Linked DNA regions of Sus scrofa: region 2 is linked to region 1. The links are chromatin contacts, called in public HiChIP or PLAC-seq maps. All regions are on one chromosome and are shown on one strand. Each heading gives the region's core, a stretch centred on a gene start, on an enhancer-like site or on the middle of the called end of the contact. The rest is flanking DNA. Distances are from core to core; before and after follow the strand shown. Region 1 overlaps CRIM1 (cysteine-rich motor neuron 1 protein). Region 2 holds the start of CRIM1 (cysteine-rich motor neuron 1 protein).

Evidence for each region. HiChIP or PLAC-seq counts read pairs in DNA pulled down with a chosen protein or histone mark.
Region 2: an H3K27ac HiChIP or PLAC-seq map of skeletal muscle shows a contact between it and region 1. The contact joins the promoter of CRIM1 here to the enhancer-like site in region 1. A contact is called at or near these places in 8 of 47 Hi-C or Micro-C datasets (brain, embryonic fibroblasts, mesenteric adipose tissue and 3 more) and 1 of 2 datasets of contacts at active chromatin or transcription factors (skeletal muscle).

Annotation. Positions count from the first base shown.
Region 1 is chr3:103,757,446-103,762,205 of Sscrofa11.1, reverse strand. The region is part of intron 2 of CRIM1 (cysteine-rich motor neuron 1 protein); the gene reads left to right. Among named protein-coding and RNA genes, the nearest start is that of CRIM1, 56 kb to the left of the region's middle. Within about 2 kb of position 1,800, at least 16 of the 83 cell types and tissues checked have an H3K27ac peak or open chromatin away from gene starts, as enhancers often do. A contact at or near this core is called in omental adipose tissue, retroperitoneal adipose tissue and skeletal muscle, where this site is marked.
Region 2 is chr3:103,812,835-103,817,563 of Sscrofa11.1, reverse strand. It overlaps CRIM1 (cysteine-rich motor neuron 1 protein), which reads left to right and starts at 2,108. Exons shown (of 16, transcript XM_021087639.1): 1 at 2,108-2,519. The coding sequence starts at 2,207.

The sequences.
Region 1 (4,760 bases), core at 551-3,050:
ACCAAAAGAGAGAACCTCTTAAACTTTGGTTCTCAACTTATTCTGAAGCCATAGGGACTGTACTTTCTCTGTGTCCAGACCTTCCTGTGCACTAATTCACAATTTTTAAATGTACTTCATTAAAATTACTCATTACAGATCCTATTTCTCTTAGGCTAGGTACATCTGAAATCAGTATTATGCTTGTGAATATATTGTTTTAGCTCATCTACATTGTTTTAAAAAAATAAAATGCCTTTTCTAGGGCTACTCCCTCGGCATATGGAGGTTCCCAGGCTAGGGGTTGAATCGGAGCTGTAGCCACCAGCCTATGCCAGAGCCACAGCAACGCGGGATCCGAGCCGGGTCTGCGACCTACACCACAGCTCACGGGCAACACTGAATCCTTAACCCACTGAGCAAGCGCAGGGACCGAACCCGCAACCTCATGGTTCCTAGTCGGATTCGTTAACCACTGCGCCACAACGGACACTCCTAAAAATATATTTTTGAGGAATTTGGTAATACTGCTTACCGCATTTGGAGATAACGACTATTCCCTTGACCAAATTTAAAAAAAAAAGCACTTTTAACCTTACCTTCCAGGTGGATAAGGGACCTCATTACCATCAAGGTCTCAGCTTTTGATTTTTCCTTTAGCTGCCCAAGTGCCATTAAGTACATTTGTTTAATTAAGGCAGTAAGGCTTTTATGCAACTTTAAATGCTTTGCTATTGCCCTCTCTGTAACAACCATCACAAAATGATAATGTGATATATCACTCCTTTTTGATGCACATACATATAATGATTTTGAAATTTAAATAGACTTTTACTTTAAATTCCAACAATTTCTTGGGGAAAGGAAGAGTAGACAAAATTATTTATTTTCATAGTGGTAGACTTTTTATTTAGGTTGACAGCTAAATATTTTAGAATTTTGGGTACAATTGTTGTTTTGATGTCTTGATAACTAGTTTAAGGGGGAAAAAATGACTACGAAGAGGCGGAAACCAGTTTTGAATATCTGGGAAGTCAAAACAGGAAACTCAGGGAACTTGGCCTAAGACCAGTTGGAGAGGACAGTTGGTTGAATAATTATACCTGCATTTTAACCGTTGGAAGTCATACAGTGACCTTCTGGTTGTGGTTTCTTGTGCCCAGCAGAAAAAAAGAAAAGCCATGATTAAATATTTTGTATCCTTGTGCTAAGAAGGGAGTGTGTGTGTGTGTGTGTGTGTGTGTGTGTGTGTGTGTGTGTATAGAGGGGCATTTCATTCAGCCACATCGGGGCTACACTGAATGGTATAGAAATGTTTTTCAGTCTGAGCCTTAGCAGGATGCTTGCTGCACAGTCACAGGTAAATTAGTCCTAGTGCTTTGTACCATGTATTAATGTCCTTCCCCTTTGTTCTAGCTTTTCATCTGTACTTTCAACCTGTCTCTTCTGTACCAAGCCATCTGTCTGTCCTCTTCCTATGCTTTTTCCTAGGTTAGTGACAGGAGTACCAGAAGTTGTAGGTGAACAGTTTTTGCTGCAAGTGTATGCTTGTTTTGAAATTAAATACCATGTGCTTGGTGATCCTGTTTTTAAAAAGACACACTCAATATTAAAAGGACAAAAAATAACCTGACACCATCAGCCAGAGAAGGTATTCTTTGGAGGCCGGTCTGAAAACTGTATTTCCACCAACCAGGGATGCTTAAACGTGGGTCCAACACTGGCCTTGAGCAGGTTAACATTTTAGCTTCTGGGTAGCACTGAGCAACCCCTTGTAGATTTGTGGTTTCCGACTTGGCTGTAGGTGACCTCTCAGTTATTTCCAGGCTTGGCGTGTGCTCTATCGCACAGAGCTGCTGAGTTGCTGCTTTGCCCAGCTGTGTCCGTCTAAACGCTGGCCCCCACAACGGCTTTTCCTGACACCGGCAAAAGGCCTGGAATCCCGCCCCACGAGGCCATCTGAGCTGCCGCCTCTGTGGGAGCGGGTGGGGACCACTCCCCAGAGCAGGGACCTCCCTCTGCGAGGAGTTGGAGCTGCCCCTTCTGTGTCCTCCCGCCCCAAGCCAGCTGCCTCCCTCAGCCACGCCAAGGGTGTGGACCGTCAGGAGTTGTCATCCCCAAGCTCAAGCCATTACAACCTCATTAATTGGTGTAATCAGTATTCCCCAACCGTAATCTGGGGTTTTGGACACAACTCAGGCAGGCTTGGCGGTTTTGTATTTGTTCTGCTTATGGGGAGGGGAAAAGTCTGTGAAAAGGGAAGTTCAAGAAGCAGTTTGGGAGCATAATCACTTTAACAGGAATTTACATTCCATCAGAAAGGGATCATTTCAAATGCTCTTATAATTTTATCAATATGGTTAAGGATTCTCTGGTAGATAGTGTGTTCTTTCCATTTTCCAGCCTTGCTAGTATTTACCTAGTACCTTGATGAAGAGATCCTTCAGGAAAAACAATAACAGCAAAACCCTTTTTGAATAAAGAAGATTTTAGTTTTTTAAAGAGCAAGGAAATCTTTATTAGTGGAAAGAGACACCCATGAATGTATACAAGCGCACAGAAAGATACCCCTCTAGGAAAGCTCCAGTTTCTTGCACTTGTTGCTGAAGGTTAGCAGAGCTGCTGCGTAGGGGAACATGGTGAAGATGGCAAGTGTCTTTTTTCCCAGGGCCACCTCATCCTGTCCTGTGAGGTTTTTCCTCCCTCAAAAGCCCAGCATCCTCTTTCTCTTTACCAGCACCAGTAATCTAGGCAAAATCTTACATACTTAACCTCATAACACTCTAGAGTATTTCCTCATCCAGCAGCCACATGTTAATCCTTTCCAACGGTGACATTCCTATTAAAGGGGTTCAGCCCAGAAGGGGGCAACCTCTTTAGGATGGAACAAGGATCCCTGAAGTTAATCCCGCTCCTTCCTATGTCCTGCACACCTGGGGCCACCCCCACTGTTGAGTTGACACAGAAGGGGCATCACCTCCAGTGGGAGAGATGAGACGGCCACACGGGCAGCTGTGATAAGGGCAGAGTAGCCATTCCCAGCCTGAGTACTGTTGTGCATGGTGACATTCTAGAAGACACTGATAAAGAACAAATAAACCAAAGCTCATTTTAATCCGTTTACAGAGCTGTTTTGTGATGAATAGACAAGCTATGTTTACTTCTAGAGCTGGTGGTAATCTTTGTGAAATGTGTAACTTTCTCAAGAAAGGTATTTAAAAGCACTACATTTCAAAATTGGGGTTTTTTTTTTTTCTTTTTAACATAGAAATGCTCTAGTAAGGGTAAAACTTGACTCATTCTCTAGTTCGTAGTGGTCACTAAGATATTGTTCTGAGCATTGGAATATATTTTGAAACCTAGGCCTTTCTTCTAATGGTGCATAGTTTCTAAGATAGTGGATCCACATTGGTTATTGGAATATGTAAAGCTGGAGATATACCCTGTCAATAGGGTGCCTGCCTGCTTTTGATTTGCAGTCCCTGTTGCTAAGTGTTCTTTGCATCAGAAAGAAGTAACAGCTGTAAGTAGTGCCTGGAAAGGTGGAAGGGGGAAGGCGTTAATATGCGATGGATTAATATTTGTCTGAGTTTTTAAGAGCCTGGAATGTTCCTTTAAATTGTGGATGTGTTTTTCTTTTCTGGCTGACAACTTCCCGGTTTTCCTACACTTCATTATTCTTTTCTCTGTCGCTGGGATTTTTTTTTTTTTTTTTTTTTTAATTTCCCGAAAAGCAAGTAAAGTGCTCTCTCCTTATCAGTAGCTTTTCTTTTCCTGTTGTAATAACAAAAGAACAATACAAGAATTTAATAATGTTTAAAAATTGATACTCCTTTTTCTGAATATTCCATGTATTTGTAGATAAAATCAAAGTTTTATAGACCTAAAGAAAAGCTATGTGTCAGTAAACGAGCTCATATTTTATCGTGTACTTCTTAATTTTTTTTTTTCCTTTTACTTGGCTTGGAAAATGAAATAAGGGCTTTTGCTTCCTCCTCAAAATCTGTTCCTTTGGTCTGTTGTTAAGAGTCAAAAGTCCTGAAAACTAGAAAGCTAGGTAAGACCACTTGTCCCCTCAATAGAAGGACATTTCAAAGGTGGCTCGAATACATTCCAATCTTGCTTGTATAGCATATAAAAGATTGTTGTTTACTGTCCCTGATGCTTTGGCAAAAATAAAGTCCAATCTGTTTCACATAGCTTTTATAAATATCAGGGGTGTGTTTTTGCAACAGTGGGCATGAAAGGACCCTTGTTTCAGTGTTTTGATGCAGTTTGAGTCCATAGCAGAGGTGCATTTAAAGTGGCTTCCCCAAGTATCCTTGAAACCAGCTTGAGCAAGAGCACTGGTGACCTGTCCCACGGTTGTCCTGCTGTGGCCTCAGAACTCCTGGCTTGCTTACCTTCTAAGGAATGAAACAAAAATCTCATAATCTCAGTTGTGTCTGACTCAGATCTGGGCAATTAGTGAGGTTTTGAAACTTTCTGAATATTTTGCCTATAATGTTTAAAGTGATATTTGTCTCTATGGTGGTAAAAGGAAAATATCCCATGTGTATGTTCCTGGCACCCTTTGGCATTCAGATTGCTAATCACAGTGGAACCTTCTGAATGTTTTCTGATTGAGAGTCAACTTGTTTCTGTTCCCTCAGGAATTTTTCAGACAAATAGACTGTGGTGTCACACCTCATTGCGACCTGAAACTCCCAAAAATGTTACCTATGTGTTCTTTCATGCCTCCTGTCCTGACTTTGTGTTGCCTAAATTCAAGCCTTATTATT
Region 2 (4,729 bases), core at 859-3,358, 55 kb before region 1:
TCATAAGCCACAGGAGTGGCCCCAAAAAGCAAAATGCCTCCAGAAAATGGGACCACTCACTCCCCCTTTCCACTGTTGATCGTTTTCTCCATCACCCTCTGATAATCAGCTATAATTAATGAGCCTCTTCCCCTCTACAAGACAAAGAAATATGACTGTAGAAATGTTGTTTAGTTTTCTGATGCCAGTGACTGGGGAATATTCCACTGGTAACTTTGGTTTTTCCGTTCAGGATTAGAGTGGTTAAACCAAAATATTTATAATAAGTATAAATTTGTTCCGCAAACAGAGGATTTCAAAGGCACCTTTGTTTCCTTTCTCCTTACACTGCCCTGCTATTAACTTTGGGTTCATTAGTCACGATTTTCAGATCCATTTGGCAGAGCCACCTTCCTGAAACCAGACCATCTTGGATCAAAAGGTCAGCTGGCCATTCCCATCTCACACCTGCCACAAGATCTGGTTTTATTTTTCACACTGACCCAAATCACTTTTTATTAATTCACTAATTTTATTGACCATGTAACACATCCTGTAATGGTGGGCCATTACAGAGCCAATCATTTTGAGAACCTTTTCTGACAGCTACATAAAAGAAACAAGGATGCATGACTTCAGCTGTTTCTTTACCTGGTTTAACACAAAGAATATTTACCCCAGATCTTCTTTATTAGTAGGTTCACAATAAATGAAAAATTGAAAACCCACCACATCTGTCCACGAGCTTGGGAAAGGGGCAATGTGAGATGACATTAATGATGCATAAAATACGCAGGTCCAATCATGTCAAGACTTGTCGTAATCCAGTGTTCAGCCTTACTCAAGGGAGAAAAATTCACCTCCACTTTCCACTCGCCCCCTCCGATAATGTAGTACCTCGGCACAGACGGCAGAGCGACGAAACAGACAAGATGTAGGCAGTTAAAATGCAACTCAAGCTACGGAGGCCCCCAACAGTCGTCCCCCCGCCCCGGAATATTTACCTAGACGATTTAAAGCACTTAATTAATTCACCAGCAGCTTCGCTGGAGGCGTCTCGAGCTTCCCGAGACTCCATTACATAAGATCTTTTACAAAGTCTATTCCCAGCTCCAGTGGAAGATGGATTCTCGTCCAGTTTTGCGGAGGTTCCATGCATTTGCTTCCCTTTCCCGGGGTTCGATCCGGCGGGTACTCCAGCCAAGGGCTGCAGCAATTCTCCCCCACCCCGCCCCGAGCTCCGGGGTCCCCAGCCATTCTCGGAACTCAAAGCCGGCACCGGAGGTGCAGCCGTCTCGCCCTCAGGACTCCCAGGCCAGCCACGGTGGACCTGGGGCCGGCGGGCGCTCGGGACGCCGCGACTCTGGTAGCTCGCCGGATGCGCCTCGCTCCCCGAGCCGCAGCGAGCGGGCGACGCCAGAACGGGCGAGGCGCGCGAAGACCCCGCTGCAGGGCCGGCTCGGTGCGCCGGGCTCCGGAGGCACAGGAGGAGCGTGGGGGGGGTGGGGGGAGGCGTGCGAGGGAGGAAGGGCCCGGCCGCCGGGTAGGGAGGGCGGAGGAGGGGGAGGGAGCCGGCCGGGCCGGGAGGGGTGGGGGGCAGCCAATGAGCGGCGCGCGGCGCGGGCTGGGGGATGAGGTAGGATGGGGGAGGGCGCAGCCGGAGCGGCAGAGGCTCGAGCCATAAACAAGCGCCCGGAGGAGCGGCGCAGGAGTGAGGCGAACCAGGCGCGCGGAGCGGACGCCGCGGACCTTCTGCTGCGCCACCGCGCCCACTCGGCTGCTCGGGAGGCGGGGACCGGCCCGGAGGCTGCGCCGCCACCGCAACCGCCACTGCCGCGGGGCCGGCCGACGCGGAGGAGGAGAGGGAGGAGGCGCCGCCAGCCGGAGCTGGAGCCGGGCGCAGCCGCTGCCGCCGCCGCCAGAAGTTTGGGTTGAACCGGAGCTGCCGGGAGGAAACTTTTTTTCTTTTTTCCCCCTCCCTCCCGGGAGGAGGAGGAAGAGGGGAGGCCCCCGCTGGCGCCAACGCTAGTGGGCTCGGGGTCGGCGCGGCCCGCAGAGGGGGCGGGGGCCTCGCCCCGCCAGGGGAGGCGCGCCCCGGGGGCCCCGAGGGGGGCGGCGAGGACCGCGGGCTGCGGGTGCGGCGGCGGCGGCGCGTGTGCCCCGCACAGGGGAGGGCGCCCGCCCCGCTCCCGGCCCGACTGCGAGGAGGAGGCGGCGGCGCAGGAGGATGTACTTGGTGGCGGGGGGCAGGGGGCTGGCCGGCTCGCTGCTGGGGCTCTTGCTGCTGCTGGCGCGCTCTGGCACCCGGGCGCTGGTCTGCCTGCCCTGCGACGAGTCCAAGTGCGAAGAGCCCAGGAGCTGCCCCGGGAGCATCGTGCAGGGCGTCTGCGGCTGCTGCTACATGTGCGCCCGCCAGAGGAACGAGAGCTGCGGCGGCGCCTACGGGCTCCACGGAGCCTGCGACCGGGGGCTGCGCTGTGTCATCCGCCCCCCGCTCAATGGCGACTCCATCACCGAGTACGAAGTGGGCGTCTGCGAAGGTACGGCCGCCCGCCGCGTGCCCCCTCCCACCTGGCCCGCGCCGCCCCCTCTGCGCTGGCTGCGCGGAACAAAGTTTGGCTGAGACTTTCCCGAGGAGAGAGGGCTCCGCGGGAGGAGGGATGCCCCCGCCCCCGGCAGAGAGCCCCGCGTCCCTGGGTTCCCGCTCGCTGTTCCCCCTGATGCCTGGCAGGCCGCGGTTGAGGTTGGATTTCGTGGGTGGAGGCTAGAGAGAGGGGAGTCGCCCCCGGCCGCGTACAGAAGCTCACACGTGTGGCCTATCGGGCTGCGGCTGGGTGGGGTGTCCCGGCTGTGCTCCCCGACGTGGGGGCGCCACGGGCAGGGGGCACTGCAGAGGCTGTCGCGAGCCCCTCGGGGAGTCCAGCCCCTGCCGCCCTCCCCGCACTAGCGCAGTGTGGAACCAAGTGCTTCACCGTGTCCGCAAAAGTCCATTTTCTGCTGGCGGAGACGTGTCTCCAGCTCACACTCCCTGTGTGACTCTTTTATTATTTTTTCCTTGCTCTTTTCCGTCACCCCCTTCCTCCTCCTGCGCATATAAATCAATTTCAGCTCCGGAATATGTCAGCCCAAGGGAAGTTACATACGGTGGTTACTCATTTATTTGCCTATTGAAAATGGTCAGAGGCTTTCTCTCCTGAATGAAGGGGCGGAGAGCGGGGGGCTTGGACCTAGGGGTGAAAAGTTGTTTCTATTAGAGGCTGCTTTTTAAGATCAGATATCCACGTGTTTCTAATCGTGTTGCCAGTTACTTCTATTTGTGTGTTTAATGGCGAGGATTGTTCTGCTGGTTTTTCCACTAAGTATTGTGCACCGCGGTGTCTGATGGAGGGAGAGTGATTAGATTCGTGGAGCCTTCCTCCGTGGGAGAAGCACTGTTGGGGGTGTAAACCTTAAGCCCTGGCCACCAGCCTCGGGGGGCCTGGTCCGATTTAGGGGTCTTAAGAGAAACACTGAGTTCTTTTTATTTGGTTACTGGGAGGACTCAAGGAGCATCAGTTAAAAGTGAGATCCCTCCTTGGGCTGACGTTGACGTTGATGCTGTTTGGAGGTATCCGGGTGTTTGAGCGGAGAGCTGCATCTGGAGGAACTGAGAGGAGGAGGGACAGGCGCCCTCTGCCCTGCCCCTTCCTTAATACTTAGAGCCAGCATGCATGAGACCAGAGAGGGATTTATTCGGAAGCATCCTTCTGTGTATGTGTTTATTTATTATGATGAGATACTGAGAAAGGAAGTGGCAGTCTTAAGGATAAATGGGTCTCATCCTGTGGTTTTCTTAATATATTTCATATTCATCGGTACCTGCAGTTTTTAAACTTGGGACAGTTCTGGAAAATTGAGAAGGCCTTTCTGGTTTGGAAGCTAGTGGGCAGTAATGAGTGAAGGGAACTCTCACAGGGAAGTGCTCTGCTGCACCCTTAGGACACTGGGTTAGAGGAGGAGTTTGTTTGCCTCAGGTTACAAAAACCTCTCACCTGGTATAAAGTCCCATTTTGTAGCATGTTTTCATTTGTCTCAAAAAGAAGAATGGCCAGGAGATTAACTTCTGAGACAATTTTATGTTTGGCTTTGGGAATTCTGAATGAGTTGGACCAAAAGATGCATCTTTGAACCCTGCCACTTGGAGTGTATAATTTACTTAAGCCAGCCTCCCATAAATCTAAAAAGAACAAGCAACCTGAAACAAGGTTAAATGTGGTGGAAACTGCTATGCTCTGAGAAGGATTTGGGAAGGTTCTAAAGACTCTAACCCTTGTTTTGTTTCTTTGTGATAGATTTCTGGTGAAGGAAATGTGGAGCTCAGGGAACATTCACGGTAATCAAGTGTTTTGGCAACATCATCCCGGTGTCATAATATGGAGTTATTTTGGCAGTTTGTTGGTGAGCCTTTCATTCCTCTGAAATGATGCGATCCCTCATAGCTTCCTTTCTTCTGGGTAACACCCCATGTGCTTGGTATTAGCCTTGAAAATGCTTGCAAGTATTTATTGCCGTATCTCATTTAGTGTTCTTTAGCAACACTTCCAGTCTATCCGGCCTGTTTTCAACTACCAAAGTTGTGTACTCAGGCGCACTTTTTATTTTATTTTGTTTTTTAGAACTCTAAAAGCAGCAGTTAAGTTGCATTCTAAATCCAGGAACTCAGAGTAAGAAGGGCAGTGTTACCTGGAATGATAAAATGGTTGGTTTTAGA